Regions from separate parts of the Hordeum vulgare genome. Here region 2 is linked to region 1. The links are chromatin contacts, called in public Hi-C maps. All regions are on one chromosome and are shown on one strand. Each heading gives the region's core, a stretch centred on a gene start, on an enhancer-like site or on the middle of the called end of the contact. The rest is flanking DNA. Distances are from core to core; before and after follow the strand shown.

Evidence for each region. Hi-C and Micro-C count contacts between places; a contact is called where the count stands out from the background.
Region 2: a contact with region 1 is called in a Hi-C map of leaf, with 3 times the contacts expected there. The contact joins the promoter of LOC123403142 here to the promoter of LOC123404446 in region 1. A contact is called at or near these places in 2 of 6 Hi-C or Micro-C datasets (leaf and seedling) and 1 of 1 datasets of contacts at active chromatin or transcription factors (embryo).

What each region holds. Positions count from the first base shown.
Region 1 is chr6H:151,634,198-151,640,945 of MorexV3_pseudomolecules_assembly, reverse strand. It overlaps LOC123404446, which reads left to right and starts at 2,105. Exons shown (of 3, transcript XM_045098381.1): 1 at 2,105-2,653. The coding sequence starts at 2,118.
Region 2 is chr6H:151,780,661-151,787,564 of MorexV3_pseudomolecules_assembly, reverse strand. LOC123403142 (non-structural maintenance of chromosomes element 4 homolog A-like) reads right to left here and starts at 1,645. Exons shown (of 7, transcript XM_045097104.1): 1 at 1,260-1,645; 2 at 1,085-1,165; 3 at 1-153. The coding sequence starts at 1,383.

The DNA.
Region 1 (6,748 bases), core at 856-3,355:
GCATAGCGGACGGATAAAGCGTGCTGAGAATGTTAAGAGGGGTCGTGGTAGACCAAACTTGACATGGGAGGAGTCCGTTAAGAGAGACCTGAAGGTTTGGAATATCGACAAAGACTTAGCCATGGACAGGGGTGCGTGGAAGTTAGCTATCCACGTTCCAGAGCCATGACTTGGTTTCGAGATCTTATGGGTTTCAACTCTAGCCTACCCCAACTTGTTTGGGACTGAAAGGCTTGGTTGTTGTTGTTGTTGTTGTTGAAACTGAATTTGGTCTCGCACTTGCTAACTGAAGAACTCGAAATGCATATTCAAATTTCAAGTTATCCACTTCACTGAAGAACTTAAGAAATTTCTGCTTACACTCAGTACATGAAACTAGCTTGCTTACACTTTTGTCCATTCTAACAACGGATGAACAAGAGGAAAAAAATAACAGAACAATGATACATAAAATGAGATTTGCTTGCTTCTGCAAATCCACCATCTGCCTTAGAAGCTTCTTTACCTTCTTCAATTCCTCGTTTACTTCGGCCTCCACGAAAGTTCAGCAAGGGCAGCCCGTTCAGCAATCCGTGTAATCCTCGCCGTCGGCATGGGTTTTTTCGGCCGCGCTCCTCGGCCCGAGTTGAAAGTGGGTCTCTCCACAGCAAACGTCCCCAAAATTAGATCCCGGGTTGCGGCATCACTCATATCAATCTGGCCCTCAGATTCAAGCCTATCAACGTACTGATCGATCCACTCAAAATGGGAACATTTCTTCAGCATCTGAAAAAAGTAACATGACCCTAGATCTCAAATTCGAAGAGAAAAAAGGCAATTTGGATAAATTTGAACAAAAAGATTATGACATTGCGGGGAAGGAACTGAGATCTTACCTCGCCATCCCGTCCCATCATGAAAATGCTCAAGCATGACACAAAATGTCACCCCAGGTTGCCATTCTTGTCAGTTTTACTGACCATCCGCTTAAGAGCCTCTGGCCGTGGGCAGTCCAGGCACCTTCTCATCGGAACTGCACCATACTCTGGTCATCTTGACTGCATGGCGGAGGAGCTGGACATCCCGTGCGCCGTCGTCGGAGAAGGGGCGGAGAAGAGGAAGATTGGGGAAATGGGAATAAATGGCACGGCCACCAGCTCGGGCACGGGCACAACTGTGTTTTAGATTTCGTCAGGTGGGTCTCACGCTGCTGAGGTGGATAAGTTGTGGGTCCAAGCATCACATAACCTTAATAGCTAACGATTAATTCTGTTTAAGAGCATCTCCAACAGACGCGCTACGATGCCGCGTGCTAAATTTTTTTTACCGCGTCAAAATAGCATTTTACAGCGCCGGATGACCGAACATCTCCAATAGACGCTCAAAAATATCCCGAAATCATCCCTGCCCCGCCATCTCCAGCGGACGCCCAAAATCATCCCTGCCCCGCCATGGCCACGCCCTGCCCCGCCGCGCCGCTGCGACATGCTCCGCCCCGCCCCGCCATGGCCACACCCTGCCCCGCCGCGCCGCCGCGACATGCTCCGCCCCGCCCCGCCATGGCCGCGGCCTGCCCCGCCCCGCCATGGCCGCGCCCTGCCCCGCCCCGCCATGGCCGCGGCCTGCTCCGCCCCGCCCCGCCATGGCCGCGGCCTGCTTCGCCCCGCCCCGCCATGGCCGCGGCCTGCTCCGCCCCGCCCCGCCATGGCCGCGGCATGCTCCGCCCCGCCGCGACCTGCTCCGCCCCGCCATGGCCGCGGCCTGCTCCGCCTCGCCGCGACCTGCTCCGCCCCGCCGCGGCCATGGCCTACTCCGCCTCGCCGTGGCCGGCTGGCAGGCTGGCGCGCGCACGCGAGGTGGCCGGCAGCGGGCGCATGCACGGAAAGGAGTTTCAGCGCCCACGAGCTCGCGCATGAAATATACTACGTCCGGTTCAGTTTTCCCGAGCGCGCTGAACATTTTTTACAGCGTGCTTTATTATACAGCGTTTGTTGGAGTGCAATTTTTAACTCCGCGCGCGCTAAACTTGTGATTTTTTGAGCACGACGTTAATATTGGGCGTCTGTTGGAGATGCGCCATGTTGGCCGTGACCTATTTTGTCCCTTCAAACCGTCCCACTAAGCTATTTCATCCAAAGATGTCATTGATCCCTAGCTCTCAACCTCCGACGCGCCTCCCCATCGCCGGGCACCGCTCCGTGCCGGCCGACGTATCCCAGAGCCCCACCGGAGGGTTAGGCCGCACTCGAGCCGAAGATGGCGTCGGCGCCGGCGCCATTGCGCCTCCGCCCCGTCCATGGTGCATTCGGGCCGAAGAAGGCGCTGCCGCCCTTGCGCCACCGCCCCGGACAGGCTACCCGAGGGCCTACTACGGCAGGCCGCATGCACCCTCGAGTCGTGGTCGGGCTGAGCACGCCCGCCGCTCCATGCCGTGCCTTCCTTCGTGGTGCCCAGCGCCCGTAGCTCCGTCGGCGTGGTTCGCTCGGCAGCCAGCAGCGCCGGAAGCTCGACGCTCCGCTTCCCCTTCCGGAAGCGCTGGACTGCCATCCCTAAGCAGCCCTGTCCGAGCTCCCAGCCGTCGACGCCAAGCTGCGTCCTCGCCGGCCTTCCGCGGGGTTGTTGATGCTATGCTACGTCATCGTCAAATCCCCGTTCACACCACAATTTTCTCGAGGTAATTATCTCTGAAGTACCGCTTACTTTTGATTTGATCCTTTGTTGTTCTGAATATGCTTGAGAAGAATGTCATTTGCTGAAAAAGCATTTGTTAGCTATTGAGGCGTGCGTAGAATTTGTATCTGTTTTTTAGGTAAGAATTTGAATCTGTTGATTAGCATTGCCCTGGTTAAAATTGCTCCCGGTTATGCTTGTCTATCTCGAGCAAATGGCTACTGAGTACTGCTAGCTTGTATTGTAGGTCCCGATACGTTATGTGGATGGATTAACAACGACACCAATTTTAGATATGAAGAGTGAGAGCACTCAACGTTATCGAGTTTGTAGGTGTGAGTGGTGGCTTCGAGTGAGTTGATGTACGTTCTTGTCAGACCTTTGTGAATAATTAATAAAGATGGTTGCATGCATCGATTGATGCAGAGCCGGGGGTTTAATATCCTTTTAGAAAAAAATTGGCAACCAGGAGTAGCAGAGTTATGGTAAGCACTTGTGGGTGGCATGTTGTAGTAACTTGCAGCTGCCTGTTGTGCTTTTTTATGTGATTCTGTGATATTAAGGATACCCCTCCCAGGCCCAGCGAATGTAACATGGTTAGTTATGTGGTGGTGTTAAGGTTTGCTCCTTTTGGAGTCATTGTTAGAGTTGTGTCGAATATTCTTGTACAAGATAGGTTACAGTTGGACTCTGAGTAGTATTGTGTTTAGACAGGATATGGAGTCGTGTCCTGATAGGACACTTGTATCCTAGGCCTCTCATATATAACGGGGGTAGACACACGATGTAACCTATGCCAACATAATAGCACAAGCGTGCAGGGGGAGCCGGCGGTGTGTGCCGGCGCCCGGGTGGCCAGCGTGCGGTATTGTGACGGTGTCACGGGGAGGAGCGCCCGTAGTCAGGCCCCGGGGATGTAGCCATATCGGTGAACCTCGTTAACAAATCTCGGTGTCGTGCTCGTGTGATTGCTTGGTCCTCGGTAGATCAACGAATTGCCTCGGATTATTCTAACAAGTGGTATCATGAGCAAGGTTGCAATATCCGCGAGACGAGGGAATTGATCTAGAGGAAGAATTGATGTTGTGATCGATGGTGTGTGCATGAGAAGTCGCCGACGCGGCATATGCAGACGCAAGGCGATCGGGATACATCTAAACTCAAGAAGCAATCCGAAGGCATGGCAGCGTGCAGCCCTGTGCGAGGGAAGCAGCGTACAGTGTACAACGGAAGACCTCGGCGTGCACCGGAAGTCTCGACGAGATCGATAGAAGCGGCAGCCGCATATCGTGCAAGCAGAAGGCAGATCGATGGGTGCGGCGCCTGGAACCGGCCAGGTTCAGTGCGTGTTGGCATAACAATCGTGAGGCCTAGCGATGCGCACGTGGTTTCTTGTAGCAGTCGGATCGATCGCGAGGCAGCATGGCCAGCTGGTTGGAAGGCCGGCTACATGGCCAAGGGCAACAGGGGGCCGAGGTGAAGTCACGCCTGGTGCTCAGCGCACGGCTACTTGCCGGGGAGTTGCGAGCTGGACGTGCATGTACTGGAGATTTGTTTGTGAAGAAAAGACAGCCTGCAGCATCTGGTATTTAAGTGGCATGGGACAGCACCATGGTTGGAGAAAAAGAGCCTTGGGAGTTGTGTGGCACATAGTGCACGCATGAAAGCTATCGGGAACATTGTTTTTCAAAGGTGTTGCTAATTACAAGTATGGTTCTACTAGAAGGTTGGCAGGTTTGTGATGTGCGCATAAGGCTTGGAGGAGCCTGGAGTGCATGTGCAAGGATCATGTAAACACAGATCATGTAAACACAGGGCGTCAAGCAATGCATGGAGATGTGCGGTGGGCACGACGCAGGGTGGAGCATGGTTGCAGTCGAATATTTTTGGTTGGGTCGGACTGGACAGTCTGACGGATCGACGGGGATGTCGGTCAAAGCAGAAGACGGCGGTGATTTCAGCGACGACAACATAGGAGAGTGATGCTGATGGTGGCCAACTTCTGGGACGTGGAAACACGTGGTGCAGGTCTGAGGGCTTGTGCAGCTTCAACAGACTATGACACAGGGTTGATTCAAGGCAGTGCACACATGAGAGCTTGAAGTCGACAGGGCGCGGGGTAGCAGGGCCAGCTACATGGAGTCATGTTGAAGGTGGAGCTGGAGTCTAGTGGAAGATTTCACTCTGTGCTGATGGAGGGGCTACGGCGTAAATGCATGGAGAGTCGAAGCCTATTTCAGCGGGTAGCGAGAGACACGTGGATCGGACTAGGTACCAGTGGTCTGATGGAGACGTGATACTCGGCATCGGTCGGTGATGACCGGTGGTTCTCTGCAGTGGGGGTTGAGTGGTGTGGGTTCGCGGCCTTGGAGACTCGACCAGGACAGCAGAGGCTCGACGCGGTGATAGCGGCGAGGCGTGCGATAAGCACGGGACACAGCGACAGACCAAGGCACTGGTGGTCAGACATGTGGTCAGACAAAATTGTGCAAAGGGTGCTGAAGCAGTGTTGGCGAGTATCGGATTCAAGTTGATGACTGGGTCTATCGGTGCCGGTTTGATGGACGGGAGTTGACCATGGAGAATCTGAGAAAGTGACGGGAAGTCTGAATTGTCATAAGCGGAGAGAGTACATGGCCGCATATGATGTGGTGTTTAGTGCACATGGGAAGGTGCATATGACAAGTACAGAAGAAGGCGGAGTGCTATAGCTTTGGGACATGTCAGAGACTATCCGGGAAAAGGATGAGACAAGTGCGAATTTGACTCCGGGGTGACACAAGACGACGGTGAAATTCCTTCAATTTTCAGATAGACGGTCAAGGAAGAGCGAAGATGTTGAGTTCAGATAACTCTTATACGTGGCATCAAATATGTGGGTTGTTCACTTTCATGCAGGTCAGTGATCAGTGTGTGATGGCGTTGAATGGATACTCCGGAAGTTGAAAGCACAAAGTAGAGTAATAAGGAACTTAACTTTGCTCGAGGGTTGACTGTGAAGAAGACGAGAAGGGACTACAGTTGCAGGTGGAGTCACATGGAGTCTGGGAGTAGCAGTGGTGCTCATGGCGTATCTCAAGTCCAATGTACATGGAAGTTTGACGCATGGATGAACTCAAAGAGGTGGAGATTATTCGCCAAGGTGGAGTTTGTTAGAGTTGTGTCGAATATTCTTGTACAAGATAGGTTACAGTTGGACTCTGAGTAGTATTGTGTTTAGACAGGATATGGAGTCGTGTCCTGATAGGACACTTGTATCCTAGGCCTCTCATATATAACGGGGGTAGACACACGATGTAACCTATGCCAACATAATAGCACAAGCGTGCAGGGGGAGCCGGCGGTGTGTGCCGGCGCCCGGGTGGCCAGCGTGCGGTATTGTGACGGTGTCACGGGAAGGAGCGCCCGTAGTCAGGCCCCGGGGATGTAGCCATATCGGTGAACCTCGTTAACAAATCTCGGTGTCGTGCTCGTGTGATTGCTTGGTCCTCGGTAGATCAACGAATTGCCTCGGATTATTCTAACAGTCATGACCAGTGTGCTGAACTGTGCTTAGTGCTATCTTCTTTTTGTTTGAGCAGCATATGTCCTGTTTTGACTTCTCAAGTGTAGCCTATGGCGAACTTGTCAATTGTAATGGAGATCATCATGTGGAACTATGCTGCCAATGTCATCTGTACTCTATTCAATAAGTGATTCATTTAGCAGGAGAGGTTATTGTGGCCAGAATGCAGTTACTTTTTCTTTCAGTAGACAAGCCAGACGAAATAATTGTGAGCAAAGCTTACAGGTGTCATGAAAAGGAATGCATCACTCTAGTAGGATAAGAAGCAATGGAAAATTCAAAACTAACCGTTGTTCCAGTGAGCCTGTTTCTCAATAAAGAAACAAATAGCAGCATTTTAAAGTTTCATTACAGGAGAGATGTACTTGTAGACGTTAGCTGCACACATGTACAGTTTCATCAAAAAAACATTCTCATTTACGGGCTACACGACATGGTAGATTTAGTATTTGCTATTCTAAATCCACACATTAGCATTTTCATAAAGCATAGACAATTTCTGAAAAAAAAAAGTTTCCTAAAGGCCAGGGAACC
Region 2 (6,904 bases), core at 396-2,895, 150 kb before region 1:
GGGTTGCTTGCTGCCCAAATTTCTTCAGCAATGCTGTTACGAAATCAGAAGGTGTGATTCCTTCACTTGACTGGGACCTCACAGATTTTACAAACGTGGTTGTAATGTCCAGCAGAGCCTCTGCATCCGCTACTTGCTCCCTGGGTCTCTGCACTGCAGTGTGGAAGGACATCTCATTTTGTGTTTTCTATATAGCATCAATACTTCAAAGCTCCAACCAATATGAAATATAGAGAATAATAGACATCTTATTTTATGTAAGGGTTTGTTCCAGTAGAACAGGAGATTTGGATTTTAGCTATAGAAATCCTTCGGATTCCATCTAACCTTGAAAAAAAATCCAAAATTCCTCGGCAACACCCATTTAGCAAATATTTTGACATGCCACCGTGAGCTCAAGGCATGGCAATACTCGCCCACGTTTGTCTGAAAATGCAATCTTGCAGACAAACAGCCACGCATTGAGTGACATGATCGAAACGTGTTCCACATGAACATGCAAGAACGACCTGCAGTTCGGTTTTCGGCCAGTTTTCCTTATTAACTGACCAATTCTTCTTCTATATGAAAAAGGCAGAGCTCCTGCTGGTTCAAAAAAAAAAAAAAAGGAACGACCTGCAGTCTATTTATGATGCATACTACTATAGTGCTCCATTCCACCGTATGATTCAGAAATGCAGAATACTTCAAAAAGATTGTAAAATTAAACAAGGTAGAACTACGAACATGGCTTGAAAGCATGCTTATGATCATGATGCACATTCTACAAGATGCGCCAAAGCTACATGAACATAAGTTGATGTCATTTGCTCAATGGTTCACTTATAGCGATGTCCCCTAGACATATTTGGTTTTTAGAGCAGTTTACTTCCAGTAGTTTCTAAGTCCGTCTGAATCCATCATTTAGAACGGTTTCACTTGTTGAAGATTATTTGTACATTGTGGGTGACTTTGACAGACTGATAGACACAGTCGAGAGGGCCGGGGCTCTTTTTAAGTTTATAGTCCCCAAATCACCCATCTGTGAGAGGGGGGGAAATCGCGGGTCGCAAGAGCAAGATGGTATGATTATTCGTGGTCTTACCTTGCTCGTGCAAGCTCTCCACCTGCGTGATGATGGAAGCGAACTTGTCGGAGTCCTCCTTGGCCATGTCATCCTTCTCCTCTGCACCACACACACACAAGACAACTCAGAATCGCACCGCGCCCAACCCCCGAAACGGAACAGCAGAAAAGGAACCCGAACAGGAGGGGCGTACCGTTGATAAGGCTCTTCATGGCGAGGTACTGGGAGCGGAGCATCCGGCGCTCCGCCAGCCCCTGCTGCTGCCGCCGCCCGCCGCGGCCCTCTGCCCCGGAGGACCCCTCCGCCGCCGCCGCCATGGGGAAACCTAACCTAACCTAACCCTAGGCCCCAAATCGATCCCAACCCTAGCTGGCGCTGCGCGGCTGAGAGCGACGGGGGAAGGGAAGGTAAGCTCGGGTGGGGGGATGGAAAATTTCGCCGAAAATTTGGAGACGGGGAGGGACTGAGAAGCAGAGGCGGGGGATTTGAAAGCAAGCTCGCTCGCTGGGTGGTCGCGGGTGCGGTGGGGCGTGGGGCGCACGAGGTTTTTGATTTTGCGGCCGCCGGTTGAGTCCCGACCTCGTGGCGTGTAAAAATTCTAGCCAGCGACTAGGAGCGCGGGTTGAATGGGCCCACCCTGCGGTGAAGTGAAGAGGCCAGGCCGCGGAGGTGCGGGGATTTTTGGGGCCACACTCTCAGTGAGTACACGTTTGATTCGGCCTTGGTTGGTTAAGAGCATCTCAGATCCAGTAAAAAAGGCCTGAAACAAAACATCGAACGAAATAGATCTCGTAAATTTGTTATCGTTATTTTTTTTTCTCACGTTTCTTTTTCTCTGGGATGCACGGAGAGACGAATTCGAACTCCGGTCGGCCACAACGGCATCGCTCCAGCCTGTCGCCTCATGTGGCCCGTTGCGTGCTCCGGCGAGGCTGTGATGACGCTCTCGCGATGTTCCGGCCCGCCGTGCAGGGCTGTCGTGACAGAGGCAGGGTCTGATCTTTCGATGAGATGATAACTATCGATTTGATGGACACGATTTTGACGATCCGACAACAAACGTGTACGATGTTGCGTCTTAGTAATTGCTAAATTAACTTCAATAGTTTATTAACCACGGCGGAGCACGACCAATCTGACCACGAAGATGTATTCATACAAGCAATCAAAGACCAAACAGGAATATAATAAAAACAATATGAATATTGCGAATGTGGATGAAGTATTGATAAAGGTGAGGATCCGAAGGCGGTCTTGGTGTGGTCGTTGGACACAAACAAAATACACAAAGTTGCAATGACTAACTTTAAACTAAACAAATCCAACAAAAAGCTACTAGATTGATCTACTTATATAGAAGCAAGTAATGGTGGACAAGGAGGTGGGAGGACGTCCTAAGGCAGTCTAAAACTAAGCCTATGTCGTACAAGGCTCATGGGCCCAAGCGGAGATGATGCAACACGTTTAGACTTATAGTTTGACTTGGATTCTGCTGCAGTGTCAGATTGTTTCGTCAATATATACACGCTTTTGACGATTTTGAAGATGAATCCAATTGGGTTGGAAATCACATGAAATCTACTTTCCAACAAAAAAAGAATCACCCAATTTGAAGATCACATGCAAAAGTTCTTATCATTTTGATACAGGTATGTCTGTGTAATTCGAATCTGAGTCCAGAACGTGAAAGACTTGAACTATATTTTTTCTTGGGCTAAAAATAACGTGAGAGAACTTCTTGAATAACACCTAAATGTCCTTTTTTCTTTATCTTCATATGTGGATTGTACAAGTGTCTTGAACTTCTACAATTAGGCATGAAATAAAAAGAGATCAGGTACTTTTATTATGTATAGCATAAATAATTTATTGCATAACTTTTATCGGAAATCAACTCAAATAAATATGCATATACAATATTTGCGATCATACCCAAGATAGCCATGTCTTCATCATCCGACGATGCTCCGCTCCGTCGAAGGCGAGCTCCTCCGCCTACTTGCTACTTGTGCACGGCATCGCAAGGCCCCTTCTCCGGCTGACCGGCTTGATAAGATCCTCCAAAAACGGTTGAAATCCTCCGTATATGATGGATGGGAGCTCGAATATAGGAGAGCCTGGAAAAAAATACGAGATATGCTATTTTAAAGGATCTATTTGAGGCTTTTTCGGATTTTATCGTAAATAGGAAGGTTTGATCGTTTTTACGGAATCTGCTAGAGATGCTCTAAGGGCAACCGAACGCGTTGATGTAAGAGAACACGGCTTTTATCCATTTTTGTTCGTTTAATTCGGCTGGAGGCGCACTCGGCGGGTCCGTCCAAATTTGACTAGTGCGTTCAATCGGCCCACGTATTTCGTCCACATGTCAAGGTTTTTCGTAAGCAAATTTAATTTAAATTTAGGGTCAACATGTCAAGATTTTTCGCAAGCAAATTTAATTTAAATTAAGGGTCAACAGTCATAGTTCTTCTCATCATACATGACAACAGTCGGCATACAAGCCATCCTAGAAAAGCAAACTTGTCAACACACAAAAAAGACCGTCATAGTTCATGTTGTTGGAAATATGCCCTAGAGGTAATAATATTGTATTGGGATTTCTATTTTCGTGCCCTTCCTTTCTTAATTCAGCTCAGTTTTGCCCCACCCAACTCACGATGCTCACTTTTCCCCTCCTCCACTCGTCAGCGCTTCACGAGAGGACAAACGGTGCTTTGCCATCAGGTCAAAGCCTTTGACCATCACTACGTCGGTGCTGATGCATGGGACCGACATGTAAGGCCGCATGTCTGCATGTGTTCGCATCGTTGGTGCTGACGCGTGGGACCGACATGTAAGGCCACACGCGTTCGCACCACCGGTGCTAACGCATGGGACCGACGTGTAAGGCCGCATGCATTCACATCACTGGTGCATACAATTGTGTGGGAACTGAAAGTGCAATCATGTCCTTATATTATATATTGATGTTGATGACAATGTACATGTAGAGGACTAATGGTGTTTATCAAGTACATCTCAGGTATTAGTCCTCAAATGACAATAGGCATGGATCATGGACGCGTGGAATTAATATGATTTCAGAAGGAAGGAACAAAGAGGTTTGCGTATCTCGCTTTATTTTGTTCTTGAGTATAGGGATCCCAAACTACCAAGAGGGGATCGATTGGGTCAGTAAAATACGTGCTCAAGTCAATTCAAACACCTTTCTTCTTCTAGATTACACCAAATATACACTGCAAAGTGATGTTAGCCTGTGATGGCCGAATGTCCGGCCCCTGTGTCAGATGTCTGGGCGTTCAAACAGTCGTCAGATTTCTGTGCAGTATCTCGTATGTCTGGCCCCCCTGCTATCCAGAGAGCATCCATTTTAACCACATATGGGCCGGATGTCCGGCACCCCGCTAGATGTCCGGGCCCCCGGATATCCGAGCCTCCTGCCAGAATTCTGATCTGCATAATGCCAATCCCGTGCTTGTCCCCATGGACTACTATGCGAGATGTCCAGGCATAATTCGGATGTCCGGGTCTTCACAAGTGGCCCCGGATGTCTAGGCCACCCTCGAATGTGCGGCTCCCCTGCTTTCCTCTCTCGCTATGTGTATAGCGTGTATTATTATCTTTACTCCGATGTCCGACCCATGGCGCGGATGTCTGGCGAGTGCCAATAACTTACTCCACAACAGCCATTTCATCACCACAACTATATATAGCTCTCTCCTACATCAAGATAAGGTTAGCAATTCACTTTGAGCTAACCCTAGAACACATATCTTTCTCTCACGCATTCTCATACACCAAATCCAAGATCCCAAAGGCATTTGAGAGTATTTGTGATAAGCTCTCCAATCAAGTAATAGATCCACTCATTCCCCTTTTCTTGACCAAAGGAATTTGTGATTTGAGCAAGTCTTGAGCTTTTCCACATCGTTCTTGTTATTCTTGGAGGTTGGAGGCTCCTAGGCGATAGAAGTTCTTCGGCGAGGACTCAACCATTGTGATTACCCTAGGAAAGTTTGTGAGGGTATGGAGACCACTCCAAGGTCTACCACTAGTGGTTGAGAAACGCCTTCATGGTGTTGTCTCAAGGAAAGAATAGGGTGAGCCTTCGTGGTAACATCCACCTCTCTAAATGGTGATGTAGCTTCCCTCCAAGGAAGTGAACATTGATACTTCTCCAACATATCTACTTTCCCAAACACTTTTGCTCTGGTTTTGACCTCTATTTTGCATGATTTGAATGAAGCTAACACACACCGACACTATTTTCAGCACAACTACCTTGGTGTTATTTTTGTTCAGAAATAAAAGTTCTCGGAATCGGATGAAACTTGTTTTGAATCATTTCTATGATTTATAAGGATTTATGGAGCGGAGAGCTACCGAAGAAACACTGCCATGGGACACAAACCAACACGGTGCCCCCATGTCGCGCCTTGATGGCTTGTGGGGCCCACATGGCTCCTTCGACCTTAATTTTAGTCCTATGAATTCCCATATTTAGAGAGAGAAGAATCAGGGAGAAGTTTTCATCGCGTTTTACGAGACAGAGCCGCCACCTCCTCATGTTCTTCCTCCGAAGGGCTGATCTGGAGTCCGTTTGGAGCTGGGGAGAGGGGGATACGTCACCATCGTCATCACCAACCCTTCTCCATCAACACCACTACGATGCTCACCACCGGGAGTGAGTAATTCATGTGTAGGCTTGTTAGATAGTGGTGGATTGGATGAGATTGATCATGTAATCGAGTTAAGTTTGATAGGGCTTGATCCCTAGTATCCACTATGTTCTGAGATTGATGTTACTATGACTTTGCTATGCTTAATGCTTGTCACTAGGGCCAGAGTGCCATGATCTCATATATGGACCTATTATATTTTCATGAATATGAGAGTGATTTGGATCCTATCTTGCAAGTTGTAGTTACTTATTACGTGTCTTGATCCCCATACCCCAAGGTGGCAATAATTGGGATTCTTTTCGGTGATTGTCGTAGTTTGAGGGGTTCATTTATTCACCATGTGTTAATGATGTGTTCCGGTTCTCTATTAAAAGGAGCCCTTAATATCCCTAAGTTTCCAATAGGACCCCGCTACCACGGAGGGTATGACAAAATATGTCATGCAAGTTCTTATCGCAAGCACGTATGACTATATACGGAATACATGCCTACATTATATTGATGGATTGGAGCTAGTTCTGTGTCGCCGGTGGCGAATTTAGGACGAATTTGAAGGGCAGGCCCAACTTTAGTACAAGGGCTGAATCTAGAATAAGATGGGATGAAACTAGGCTAAGATGGGCTAGGATGGGCTGGATTTTAATTTCGGAGGGCAGGCTTCAGCTTGTTGAAGTCTGCCCAGTAGAATCGCCACTGTGTGTCGCCCTACTGTGTAACTGTTATATGATTAATGTCATATAACTCACTATCCACTGCTGATCCACATGCCTATGTTTTACATATATTGAATCTTGCTAAGTTACTACTGTTGCTGCTCCTCTCACACCTGCTACTCAATTGCTACTTTTACTACTGTTACCAAGATTGCTGCTATTACTGTTAGTGTTACTACTATCATTTATTGTGCTACTAAATCCTTGTTGCATAGAGATATCCCAAGTGCGGTTTAATTTACAACTCAACTGTTTCAGTCAATAAATATTCTTTGGCTCACCTTGTGTCTAATCAATAAATTTGGGTGAAATACTAACTGTGTAGACTATCGCGATCCCCTATACTTGTGGGTTATCAAGACCTTTTTTGGTGCCATTGCTGGGGAACATAACTTTATTTATTGTGTTGACTTGAGGGTATCCAATTGCCACTATGAAGA